2 separate regions of the Capra hircus genome follow, and region 2 is linked to region 1. The links are chromatin contacts, called in public Hi-C maps. All regions are on one chromosome and are shown on one strand. The core of a region is the stretch at or near the end of the contact, and the rest is flanking DNA. Distances in the headings are between cores, read along the strand shown.

Evidence for each region. Hi-C and Micro-C count contacts between places; a contact is called where the count stands out from the background.
Region 2: a Hi-C map of blood shows a contact between it and region 1, with 4 times the contacts expected there. The contact joins two enhancer-like sites. A contact is called at or near these places in 3 of 5 Hi-C or Micro-C datasets (blood and liver).

The regions. Positions count from the first base shown.
Region 1 is chr16:3,943,329-3,950,179 of ARS1.2, reverse strand. No RefSeq gene overlaps it. Among named protein-coding and RNA genes, the nearest start is that of IL10, 29 kb to the right of the region's middle. Within about 2 kb of position 4,374, at least 1 of the 5 cell types and tissues checked has an H3K27ac peak or open chromatin away from gene starts, as enhancers often do.
Region 2 is chr16:4,051,971-4,058,821 of ARS1.2, reverse strand. It overlaps FCMR (fas apoptotic inhibitory molecule 3), which reads left to right. Exons shown (of 8, transcript XM_018060103.1): 5 at 2,669-2,805; 6 at 3,127-3,285; 7 at 4,006-4,064. Among named protein-coding and RNA genes, the nearest start is that of IL24, 10 kb to the right of the region's middle. Within about 2 kb of position 3,966, at least 3 of the 5 cell types and tissues checked have an H3K27ac peak or open chromatin away from gene starts, as enhancers often do.

The sequences.
Region 1 (6,851 bases), core at 3,125-5,624:
TCACACAACCTTTCCTCCACAATTCAAGGAAGGAAATCCCCTGGGTCATAGCATTCAGGGGCTTCCCAGGGTGGGGAGCTAGTGGTAGAGAACCCACCTGCCAACGCAGGAGACGTAAGAGGCTTGAGTTCGATCCCTGGGTCGGGAAGATCCCCTGGAGGAGGGCATGGCAGCCCACTCCAGTATTCTTGCCTGGAGAATCCCATGGACAGAGGAGCCTCGCAGAGAGTCAGACACGACTGAAGCGACTTGGCACACGCAGCACATAGATCGGGTTTAGAGTGAGGAGTTAGAAGGAGAAATCTGAGGCATACTTATTTATAGGATTTTGGTAATCTTTTAGATTCGTTTATTAATCTACCCCCCGATGATGTTATTTAGCTTGCCCAGCATGTGTTCCCCTCTCTTCTGGAATCCACAAGCACATTATCCTGTGGGAACCTGTCTCTCCCTAATTTGCAGTCCTTGCGGGCACTAGACAGATCTGAACATCCCCTCATTCTAGGGAGGAGAGTGTGCTGCCAATGAAACGAACGCAACAGCCCTTCTCAGACACCTGCATCGATTCAAGAGTGAGTACAAGACTCAAGCCAGACCAGAATCAGGGAGGATTAACCCAAGGTTAATGTCACAAGTATTAGAAATACACACCTTTTTCTTCCCATTGGGCTTGGAAACCTAGAAGAATATAGGAGCAAAAGGGAGCCACCCCATGGGAACAAAGTACCCAAGAATGAAGCTAACCTAGAGGAAAACCAGAGCTGGAGAGACACATTCCTGGTGAACCTGTGGGCTTCACTATATGAGCCAATAAAATCCCTTCTTTCATTTAAGCCAGTTTGAGCTGGGACCCTAACACAAAGCAAAGATTCTTAATTAATACCGTAAGCAGGCTCAGTTTCAAAAACAAAATGTTACTGAAGGTTAATAATGTTCTACATATGGCTTCTGCTACAAATTATTCTGTATTTTATTTTAGTAACTCCTGTTACTTGTGGGTTGGCTCTTTGATATCTGTCTTTCGCAATTATTCTATTCTTTCATTTTCATTTCTTTATCTTTTTCTTCTGTGTTCTAGGAAATTTATCTTGAGTTGATCTTTTACTCACTAACTTAGTTTCCTGCAGTGTCCATTTGTAACTTGTGGCTTCCATTTTGCAGTTTAATTCAATAACGATGGTTTTCAGCCTAATAGTATTTTTTCCGCTTGGATTGTTTCCTTTTTGTAATGGTTTAATCTAGTCACAGAGACGTAAATTTTTTAAAGCATCTAGCATATGATACTTTTGATAAGTAAACAAAAAGTAGTGAAATTATCATTCATTTTCCTGATCAATTATTTCTTATCATATTATTTAACTTCCCTTAGACTCTTTGTCTTTATAGCACCTATTATCTGAAAAAATATATCTGTATATATATGTGTGTATATATATATATATATATATCTGAAAAATATATATGTATATTGCCCAGGACCTTGAACAATGGCTACCATAAACTGACACTCAACAATTCAACAGTTTATTTCAATGGAAATAAATTATGTACATGCATTAACTTGTTCACAGTATCCTTGAGAAAGTAAATGAGCATGAAAAGATACATAAAAATCCAAAATAGCTAATTGAGAACTATTAGAAAAGCATAAATGATTAAGAATTGTAAGAATACAGGTGTACTCTAGAATCAGAACCAGGTGTGGGCAGGGACATCATTTGGGGCTTGAATGATCAGAACAATGTTCACAGACAAGCTCAGGATTGAGTGCAGCTCTGAGGAAGGGGTGTGATTTGGAAAGGAAAGAGGCCGGTGGAGTCTTCTTCCCAAGAGCCTCCCCTGGGACTCAGATCACCCCACCCACAGCAGTCAGTGCCCATTCAGTCCTTCAAGGGCACGGTTACTTTCCCTATGATATAATGGAATTTCAGGGCCCAAACAGAGAATTTTAGGTGGAAAAAATCCCAGCACATCTTCTCCTCCACCCCCCAGTGAAGATTCAGAAAGCAAACAAGGAGCCTGCTTGAGGGGGTTTCTTTGGCAGTTTGCTCTCTTATTTGATTCCTGAGTCATTGCATCAAGCATCTCTAATCAGGAACACCATTAAAAAAAAAAAACAGAGTATAATTGCTTTACAGTGTTGTGTTAGTTTCTGTTGAACGACAGCTATATGGATACACACATCCCCTCCCTCCTGGGCCTCCCTCCCACCCAACCCCTAATCCCACCCCTTAGGTCATCCCAGAGCCCCGAGCTGAGCTCTCTGTGCTATACAGCAGCTTCCCACTTGATATTGATTTTATACACGGTGGTGTATATGTGTCCGTCCTAATTCATCCTACCCTCCCCTTCCCTCCTCCCTGTGATGACACGTCCATTCTCTATGTCTGCATCTTTATTCCTACCCTGAAAGTAGGTTTAGCTGTACCATTTTTCTAGATTCCAGATCTAGAAAAATATATGCACATACATGCATTAGTATGTATTTGTTTTCCTCTTTGTCCTACTTCACTCTGTATGACAGACTCTGAGGTCCATCCACATCTCTACAGCCCGATTCCGTTCCTTCTCGTGGCTAAGCTATATTCCACTGTGTATATGCTCTACATCTTTATCCATTCCCCTGTCAGTGGGCATTTAGGTTACTTGTGTAAATAGTATCACAACGAACACAGGTACGTGTGCCTCTCTATGTTGTGACTTTCTCAAGGTACACCAAAGCTCTTCCTGGCTGAGTCGTCCCTGGAAAGATGATGACATCGGTAAGAGCTTGTTATTGAGACGAAAGATGCAGCGTGTGATTCAAGTGATGCACCCTCGGGAGACTTCATACGCTCTAATTCCTTCCATCGCTAGTCACTCTCGGTTTCTCACTACCCATTTGATTACGATGAACCCAACCTGGGGCTTATATCTGGGTAAAGAATCTATGGAGGTGTAGAAAACACGAAAGTCAAGAAAAGAACACTTGAAATGGTTGACACTGAAGCTGTGGGATGCCTGTGTCAGGAAGGACTTCAGGGTTCATTTGTCCAGCTCTTCCAGCACAGGTTCTCCAAACCATGGCTCGAACAGAAGTCGCCCAACGTGGTTCTGTGACTTCCAGGGCCTGGGAGCCCACATCCTACAAAGTCATCCACAAAGTCAGCAGGCCAGTGTTATTAGCAAGCAAGCCATGTTTAAACGTAACGAAAATTAATATATGTACAATATCCGAATGCATCAACCCCTTCTGGATTGTACACAGCTAGATAAATCCCTGTGTTGCCTTATAGGAGAAATGAGAGATGAGGCTTTTCTGAGCTTCCTGCCATGTAATGGTGGGGATGGAAAGGAAAGGACAAAGATGGGGCAAGGAAAGTACAGATGACTTGATATTGCAATATTCAAGCTGGACTGATTTTCTCTTTCACCTTTCTGGAGTGTCTTCCAGTCCCTGGAGCAGTGACAGTCCAGCAGCTGCTCCAGAATCCAGGGAGCTTCACTCAGATTCCTAAGTACCGGCCCTGAAACCCTGAATTTGGTAGATCTGGGGTGAGGTCTGGACGGCTCCATGTTTTAAAGCTTCAGACTGTTTGGAAGTGCATCCAGGTTGAAACTGACTTCCTTGGAGAGCTCTGACCTCTATAATCTCTGGTAATAAAAAGTAAAACCCCAAATACTACAGTCCCTAAAATTCATGTAAGCGGATAGCTCTTATCTCCTCTGGCAGTGTTTTTTGAAGTCATACTTTTTAATCACCTAGAGCCAGGCGACTAATACTTTCCTGTTCCCCCCAGCCGCAGCCAAGCCCCGAAGCATCACCTGAAGCCTGTGTCTGGGCCTCTGCATCTCAGCTTGCCCTCCACTGCAGGCCAAGATGCTGACAGGAGCAAAAATGACTTGTTTTTGAGAGTAAAGCTGTGACTGAGATGACGCACATGGGCTCATGGAGGGAGACTCTCACATCCGACGCACCTTCCTCCATCCACAGAGTCACGTTGCTACTGTAACCACATCACTAATTCCGAAAGACTTGGACTCCTACACAAGCCTACAGGTCAATGCCTGTGACTGGGGAAGGAACCTGGAAGCCATCCAGCCCCAAGTTCCTGGCACCTCACATTTTCTCCACACTAAATGGCTAAAGCCCATGGGTGTAACCATGTCACTGAAGGCTGTGTTCTCTATTTATAAAATCTTTGGGGTGCTTGTTTAGAAAGACAGACTCTTGGGCTTCACCAAAAATTTAAAAATCTGAATATCTGGGGTAGGGGCAGAAAACCTGCCTTGTGAACAAGCAGGAGCAGGTAATTCTGACTGAAGCTGATTTTGAACTTCACCCATTCAGGACTAAATGCCTAAAAAGGAAATGTATATGAAAACAGTGACAATTTCCCCCGCCCTCCCAAAGCCATTTCTCCATCTCTTCTTGAGATCTGGGCCAAGGTCCCCTATTTTTTCTGTACATTTTTCTCACCTTCCTGCCCATTCTCGTTCTCAAGAAAAGTTCTAATCTGCCAGAAAATTGGTCTTTTTTTTAAAGCGAGCAGTTCACTTTGCCTGGAGTCCAGCTCTATCCATCTGGGCAGAGGGCACAGGGCAAGAAAATAGGCTTAGTGAGCAGAAACACAGGAAGGAAAGGATGGTGTTGGAAGAAAAGCCTAGGCTTGGAACTTGCTTATGTAAAGTTAAAAAAAGAAAAAGTCCATACCCCATTATATCATTCAGAATTGAAGTATTAAGTGATGATTCACTCGCTAAATTCTTTCGCAGTGAAGTGGGTTGTGGAATCGAAAGGTCCGAGTTTAGTCACTAGTCCATCACATATTGGCTGTGTGACCTTGGGCAAATTACTGAACCTCTCTGAGATTTAGTTCCCTTACCTGTAAGGTGGGCTTGATCACGTAATAGCACCGCTATCGTTTTCCTGCAATAACATGTTTAAAGTGCCTGACATAGGTTGTGGCACACGATAGGCAGCCCAACAACACGAGATACCGTTAGTAATGTAGCTCTCTAAGATGGTCCTTCCACGCTTCCCTCCTCTTGCTCCTCCTCGCTGACTCCAGGCTCTAGCCAACCTGAGTGGCTTACTCTTCCCAAAGGCTCTGATCGGTCATGGGCTTCAGAGCCGAACAGGTTTGATCCAATCCCATCTCCATCCCCAGCCCGTGAGCTGACTGACCTTTCGATGGTTCAGTCTCCTCCTCTGGGAATCGCAGCCCCCTCGGACAAAATCACAATGCCCTGGTCCAGCAAGGCGTATGGAGCTTGGCCCTTGTCATTCTCCTCTCCTCTCCTTCCCTCCAGGCTCCCGTGTTTGCCTGTTTCCCTCCTTGGAGAGTTTGCTCATACTGCTTCTTCCACCTGTGATGCCCTTTCCTCATGTTCTGCTGTTGGAATTCTTCCCAAAGTCATCGTTATACTACCCAACCCTGATAGATGAGATGCTGAGATAAACCACCCCTCACCAACAAACACAGTAAGTCGCAAAGAGAAACAAATACCGTATATTAACGCGTCTGTATGGAACTTGGGAAGATGGTACCGATGATCCTACCAGCAGGGCGGCAAAGGAGACACAGACGGAAGGAACAGACCTTTGCGCTCAGCGGGAGAAGGCGAGGGTGGGAAGACTTGAACTAATAGCACTGAAATATATGTAAGAGAGATGACCAGTGCAAGTTCGAGGCTTGAAGCAAAGCACCCAAAGCCGGGGCTCTGGGACAACCCAGAGGAATAGAGTGGGGAGGGATGTGGGAGGAGGTTCAGGAGGTGGGGGACACATGTTTACCCATGGCCGATTCCTGTTGATGTATTGCAAAAACCGTCACAATATTGTAAAGTAATTGTCCTCCAATTAAAATTAATTATTTTTTTAAAAAAAACAGTATTTATTAAGAGCCTATTGGTTGTCAGGTACAGTTACTAGGGCCTAGGGATACAGAGATGATTGAGATTTAGTCAACAAATTCAGCTGACTTAACATAAGAACAAAAGGCTGTAATATATGTAGTAACAGAGGTGAGTCTAAACTGCTGAGAGAATACAGAAGGGGGAGCTCTTGGGTCAGATGGGCTGGGGAAGTCTCCACATTGACAAGGACATTTGGGCTTGACCTGGAACAGGAGTATTTGACAGGAACAGGATATTTGACAGACAGAGACGAGGGGGAAAGTTGTCTACAAGTGTCCTGGAGACCCGAACATCGGAATTAGCAAGAGAGCCAATACGGCTGGAGGTTAACTTGGAGTTGGGAGGGGGTGGAGGCAGAGCTGGAAAGGTGGAAGGGACCCAGGGTGTGACTTTGACCATGGAACGGTCTCGAGAAGTTGGCCACGATCCACCTCTGCCCAGGTATCTTGGGATAAGGGAGAACACCCCTGAGGTCCCATGAGGAACAGCATCCCAGGACAGGAGCAGTTTCTACAGAACTTTTTTGTCTTTTCGGATATTTTGGCCACCTAATGCAAAGAGGTAACTTATTGGAAAAGACCCTGATGCTGGGAAAGATTGAAGGAAGGAGGAGAAGGGGACAACAGAGGATGAGATGGTTGGATGGCATCACCGACTCAATGGACATGAATTTAAGTAAGCTGTGGGAGCTGGTGATGGACAGGGAGGCCTGGCGTGCTGCAGTCCATGGGGTTGCAAAGAGTCAGACAGGACTTGGTGACTGGACTGAGACGAGGGGTCATGGACTATAGGGTTATAAGACATGTGAGTATGGCAGCCCCCAGTTCTGCTGGCTTTAAAAAAAAAAAAAAGAAAAACTACAAATGAACAGCTTTTCTTTTGATCTCTTGAAATTCAATTGCAAGATTTAGAAAATCTCACTACATTCGTCAGGGAATAAAAGTGGGAAAATT
Region 2 (6,851 bases), core at 2,717-5,216, 110 kb before region 1:
TTTGCGACCCCATGAATCGCAGCACGCCAGGCCTCCCTGTCCATCACCAACTCCCGGAGTTCACTCAGACACGTCCATCGAATCCATGATGCCATCCAGCCATCTCATCCTCAGTCATCCCCTTCTCCTCCTGCCCCCAATCCCTCCCAGCATCAGAGTCTTTTCCAATGAGTCAACTCTTCACATGAGGTGGCCAAAGTACTGGAGTTTCAGCTTTAGCATCATTTCTTCCAAAGAAATCCCAGGGCTGATCTCCTTCAGAATGGACTGGTTGGATCTCCTTGCAATCCAAGGGACTCTCAAGAGCCTTCTCCAACACCACAGTTCTAAAGCATCAATTCTTCGGCATTCAGCCTTCTTCACAGTCCGACTCTCACATCCATACACGACCACTAGGAAAACCATAGCCTTGACTAGATGGACCTTAGTCGGCAAAGTAATGTCTCTGCTTTTGAATATGCTATCTAGGTTGGTCATAACTTTTCTTCCAAGGCGTAAGCGTCTTTTAATTTCATGGCTGCAGTCACCATCTGCAGTGATTTTGGAGCCCCCAAAAATAAAGTCTGACACTGTTTCCACTGTTTCCCCATCTATTTCCCATGAAGTGATGGGACCAGATGCCATGATCTTCGTTTTCTGAATGTTGAGCTTTAAGCCAACTTTTTCACTCTCCTCTTTCACTTTCATCAAGAGGCTTTTTAGTTCCTCTTCACTTTCTGCCATAAGGGTGGTGTCATCTGCATATCTGAGGTTATTGATATTTCTCCTAGCAATCTTGATTCCAGCTTGTGTTTCTTCCAGTCCAGCGTTTCTCATGATGTACTCTGCATATAAGTTAGCGTGGTGTTAACCATGTAGATCCTCCCCATAATTGTAGGAGTTTTTCTTTTAATAGATGAGAAGTTAATTTTTTATTGAGACTTAGCTCATCACTCCGATTGAGTTTAAATGACCCTAGGAGAAAACTTAAATCTATGGCCAGCCTCAGAGCAGGTATTTTTAATTGGCCAGCTGAGAGGATCCCATGTAGAATTATTATGAATAGACAGAACAGGACTGAACACTCATCTAAAACAAATTTCCTAAGGGGTATCCAATAAGAGCCCTAAAGAACAGAAATCCACCACGGTAACCCAGAAGTAATAGGCACAGGTAATTGGCCACAACCCAACAACTGGATTGAGTTTTAAACTAGCATAGAATCATGCTATTATAGATGGCTCTGAGAGACTGCTCCTGTTTCGACACGGAAGAACTAAATGAATATAAAATTAGCTACTAAACCATCAATAATTTAAAAATTACTTTTGCGTGTTTCCTTTTACTTTTTCAACGTGGCTACTAGGAAATTTTAAGTTCCGTATCCGGCTCTGACTACATTTCTGTTGGCCAGCTCTCAACTAATGGATGGGGTGCAGCCCAGGAAAGTGCTGCTATCGACCACTAGGAGGCAGCATTAGAACAGATTCCAAAGGAAACCAGTAATACCTGCAAATTATTTGTTGCCAAAGCAAATAGAAGGGGCTTCCCAGGTGGTTCAGTGGTAAAGAACTGGCCAGCCAATGTAGGAGACAGGAGATGCAGGTTCTATTCCTGAGTCAGGAAGATCCCCTGGAGGAGAAAATGGGAACCTGCTCCAGTATTCTTGCCTGGAAAATCCCATGGACAGAGGTGCCTGGTAGGCTTCAGTCCGTAGGGCTGCAAGGAGTCAGACTCAACTGAGCAGTTAGGCACACACACAAGCAAAGGCAAACGTGAACGAAGAAAGGCATTTCTGACACCATTTGGGTCTTACAATTAGGAAATTGAGCCCACGAGAGCAAAGTGGTTACAAACAGAACCAGGACTTCTGATTCCTAGTCTATTAAACCATAACAGCCGACTAGTGGAGAAGAATTCAATTAACTCAACCAACATGTTTTTAAATCCCCACTACATGCCAGGCATTGTGCTATGTCCTGAAGGTGTAGAAAAGTTTAAAAACGTGTGATATCTAGGTGTTATTTTACTAATACTAGTCTTGACTGTGAGAAGTGTTGTAACTGGTGTGAACTGAGGAAGTGCTGACAGAGAAAAAGTTGATTCTAGTTCACCACGACTGGCGAAGAAAATGAGGACTTATGTAATGGATAAGGAAAATAAGATTTCAACATGTGGAGAAAATGGAGGGAAGACCTTCTAGGCAAAGGGAGCAACATCTTCTCTTCCATAGTTATCAGAAACTAACTCATCTAAAATCTGCAGTCATCTTGTGAAGAAACTGAGGTGGAGAGAGCTGAAAGCGGAACTGACCTTTGTTGATTGCTGCTTGGGTCAGCTACATTAAGGTCTTTATAGCCCCTCTTTTATTTCATCTTTAAACTGTTCCGTGAAACAGGTTTTACTGTAACCATTTAATGGGAAATGAGGCTCAGAGAGGTTAGGAAACTGATTCAAGATCACACAGCCAGGAAAAAGCTAAACTTGAAATTTAATCCAGGTTTCCTGACTCCATAGACAGGCCCTTTTGTGACAGGGGTGGGGTTGGGGGAGGGGGGGTGGGGTGAGAATTCTGCTATCCAAGGGACAAACCTGTGAACCGCCTTCAAAAGCTGGCCCTTGGGGTGCTGCCTTAAGTCCCCCTCCGTTCCTGACCTCTCCTTCCTCTTCCCGTTCCTCCCCTGCTCAGCGGCTCCAACCAGGCCCCGGGTGCTGCGTCTGGGATGGAAGACCAAGGTGTCTTCGTCCTGATCCCCACCATCCTGGGTCTCATACTGTTGGCGCTTCTGGGGCTGCTGGCGAAAAGGATCGTTCAAAGACGGAAAGGTGAGTGGGTCGGGCCCAGTGACAGCGCACCCAGAGCACCCAACTCCCTCTGATCCCCCAGGGACACTCAGGACCTTTGGATGAGCAGACTGAGTTTGGGGGGACTCGGGATGGGGTTCGGCTGTCTGGACATGGGGACGGTGAGGAGCGCGGCCCGAACTTGAAGTGGAGGGTTCCGAGCCACTTCCGAGCGGAGCACCCTCAGGTCAGACGCTCCCAAACAGCGGGCAGGGGGCCGTCTTTAGTTTTCTGTAAGACTGGGCGAGTGCGGGCCTCTGACACCCTCCTTCCTTTTTCTGTCCCTGCGGCTTGGTTGATAAGCTCTCTCCAGGCGGGTCCGCCGACTGGCCGTGAGGATGCCCACGGTGGACGCCTCCCAGCGGGCCCGGTCCCAGCGGCCGCGCGTGTCCCGGCGGCCACGCACGCCGAGCAACATCTACAGCGCCTGCCCTCGGCGGCCCCGCGGCGTGGACGCGGCTGGTGAGCCTGCGGGCAGGAGGGAGGAGGGCAGGGCTGGGCGTGCGGGCAGGCAGGGGGGAGAAGGTCGGCTTGCGCGGGCGCGAGGCGGGTCTGGGGGTGGGGGGGGGGGCGAGGGGGGTTGGGGCGGGGTGGAGCTGGAGGAGTGGGGAGGGGTGTGGGGGCCGAGGCGGGGTGGGGGGCGGGACTGGAGGGGTGGGGGTCCTGGGGGACGAGGCGGAGGCGGGGGCGGGGCTGGCGCGCGAGCTGGAGCCAAAGAAACTGCGGCTTCATTTTCTAGATAAAGAAATGGAGGTTCAAAGAAAGGCAGTGAATTGCTTATTTGAGTGAATTTGTCCTTTGCTTTATGTTTTATGTCAAAAAGACCTTCTTGGTTTCCTAGTCATTGATAGAAGAGCTAGATTTTGTGAATGGAGCATAAACTTCATTATGCGTGGCAGCGGGGTGGGGTGGGGGGTGGCAGCGGGGTGGGGTGGGAGCGGGGTGGGTTGGGGGGCAGTTGGAGCGGGGTGGGGTGGGGGAGAAGGGGGCCGGGCCGGGGCCGGCGCGCCAGCTGGAGCCGCAGAAACCGCGCGGCGCAGAGCGCGAGCCGGGAGACCCGCGCCTCCAGGACTGCGGCGGACCGCCGGGCCAGGGCCCACGGCCCGGGGGCCCCCCGCAGAGCTGGGGGGCGGGGCTGGGCCCTGGGCCCCGCCCTCATGCCGCCCTCCGCGTCTCCTTCAGGTGGAGGGTCGGCACCGCCCCCAGGCCCCGGAGCTCCCGCAGCCTCCGCCCCGCCGCAGGTAAGCCCCGCCCGCCGCGGGTAAGCCCCGCCCGCCGCAGGTAAGCCCCGCCCCGCCTCTGATTGGCAGCTGCGGCTCGAAAGGGCGGCCCCAGACCTGGGCGTGGCCCCGCGCGCCGTTTGCTGAGCTTCGGCTTCGTGGGAGGGCGCGGGCTTTCCCAGCTGCTGCGGGTCCTTGCCTCGGGAAGTGAGTATCCATTTCCTCCTTGGACGGTGCCCGTAGGCGGCTACCCAACAATTGTGGTAGACTTAGTTACCTGGCTTCTGGCCAGGCATTTCTCACGGGATAAATGAGAGCTTAAGCAGAGGATGCTAGATGTCGACTGTACAAATACGAGAAGGGCTTTCCTGTGTAAGAGATTCAGTTTCCAGTAGGTCTTAAGAGGGTAGAAGTTACCCGTTTCATCTGAGGAAGTACTTTCTCGTAAGCCCTCTAAGATGAGAGGAGGTTGTTTACTGGAGGCAATTAAGCCTGGCCTAGGGAGTTGGTGACACGACTGAGCGACCTCACTTTCACTTTTCACTTTCATGCATTGGAGAAGGAAGTGGCAGCCCACTCCAGTATTCTTGCCTGGAGAATCCCAGGGACGGGGGATCCTGGTGGGTTGCCGTCTCTGGGGTCGCACAGAGTCGGACACGACTGAAGCGACTTAGCAGCAGCAGCAGCAGGGAGTTGGTGATGGACAGGGAGGCCTGGCGTGCTACGATTCATGGGGTCGCAAAAAGTCGGACACGACTGAGCAACTGAACTGAACTGAACTGAACTGAGGGAGAAGGAAATGGCACCCAACTCCAGTACTCCTGCCTGGAGAATCCCAGGGACGGGGGAGCCTGGTGGGCTGCCGTCTATGGGGTCACACAGAGTTGGACACGACTGAAGCGACTTAGCCGCAGCAGCAGCAGCAGCAGGGAGAAGACAATGGCACCCCACTCCAGTACTCTTGCCTGGAAAATCCCATGGACGGAGGAGCCTGGAAGGCTGCAGTCCATGGGGTAGCTGAGGGTGGGACATGACTGAGCGACTTCACTTTCGCTTTTCACTTTCACACATTGGAGAAGGAAATGGCAACCCACTCCAGTGTTCTTGCCTGGAGAATCCCAGGGACGGGGGAGCCTGGTGGGCTGCCGTCTATGGGGTCGCACAGAGTCGGACATGACTGAAGTGACTTAGCAGCTGCAGCAGAGACACAGATGGACTTCCCTGGTGGCTCAGCTGGTAAAGAATCTGCCTTCAATGTGGAAGACCTGGGTTCAGTCCCTCGGCTGGGAAGATCCCCTGGAGAAGGGAAAGGCTACCCACTCCAGTATTCTGGCCTAGAGAATTCCATAGACTGTACAGATAAGATTCAACACTTTGAGTGAGAAAGACTCCTCTTGAAATCTAGATGTGGAGTAGGGAAGTCATTTTCTCCCTCTCTCTCTCTCTCTCTCTCTCTCTCTCTCTCTCTCTCTCTCTCTCTCTCTCTCTCTCTCGTCTTTCTATTGATGGCCACTGGCGGGTGTATGAAAAAATGTTAAACTATTCATCCTTCGTTGTCTTCCCCAATTAAGAAGAGAACATTTTATTCTCTAAAGCATCCACAGTAGCAGAAACATTATTGCTTCCAGAACCAGGAAAACTAAGTGTGGCAAATGTCCCTGATTTAATTAGGGTGTAGGCTAAGCTGCTGCAGCAAACGCTAAACCCCAGGGCTCACAAGATGGAAGCCTGTTTTCCTCAAAAGTGAAGACAGGGAGCCAGGAGGAGGTGGCCTGAGCCATGGCGTCATCCGGGGCCTCAGAGGCCTTCTGACTGTTGCTCCACCATCCCCCGGAGTCTTGCCTCATCCGTGGTTGATGCTCAATCACTAGCACCATGTATGCATCCCAGCACATGAGAGGGAGAAAGAGAATGTTGCTTTTTTAAGACCAGGAGCCTGAAGTTTCACACTGGGCACAGTTTAATCACATGGTCACACCTGTGTTCAAGGGAAGCTGAAAACTATCCCTGTGCGTCTTGCTTAAAAAGGGGAGAGTGATGCCTGGGAACAGGCAACAGCTCTGCCCCCATCTGGCCCAGCTTCTGGAGCTTGCCCTTGCTGAGCCCTGCTGGAGGAGTTCTCAGTAGCATGGGTAGGCCCCGCAGTGCCCATCAACTCTACCCTTTGTTGTTCAGTCGCTAAGTCATATCTGACTCTTTGTGACCCTATGGACTGCAGCATGTCAGTCTTCCCTGTCCTTCACTATCTCCCGGAGTTTCCTCAAATTCATATCCATTTGAGCCCTTTTCTCTGAAACTGTTCTGTGACCACACATGGCCTCATGTGGGCCTGTCAGTTCAGTTCAGTTCAGTTCAGTCGCTCAGTCGTGCCTGACTCTTGCGACCCCATGAATCACAGCACACCAGGCCTCCCTGTCCATCACCAACTCCCAGAGTTCACTCAAACTCACATCCATCGAGTCAGTGATGCCATCCAGCCATCTCATCCTCTGTCGCCCCCTTCTCCTCCTGCCCCCAATCCCTCCCAGCATCAGAGTCTTTTCCAATGAGTCAACTCTTCGCATGAGGTGGCCAAAGTACTGGAGTTTCAGCTTTAGCATCATTTCTTCCAAAGAACTCCCAGGGCTGATCTTCAGAATGGACTGGTTGAATCTCCTTGCAGTCCAAGGGACTCTCAAGAGTCTTCTCCAACACCACAGTTCAAAAGCATCAATTCTTTGGTGCTCAGCTTTCTTCACAGTCCAACTTTCACATCCATATATGACCACTGGAAAAACCATAGCCTTGACTAGACGGACCTTTGTTGGC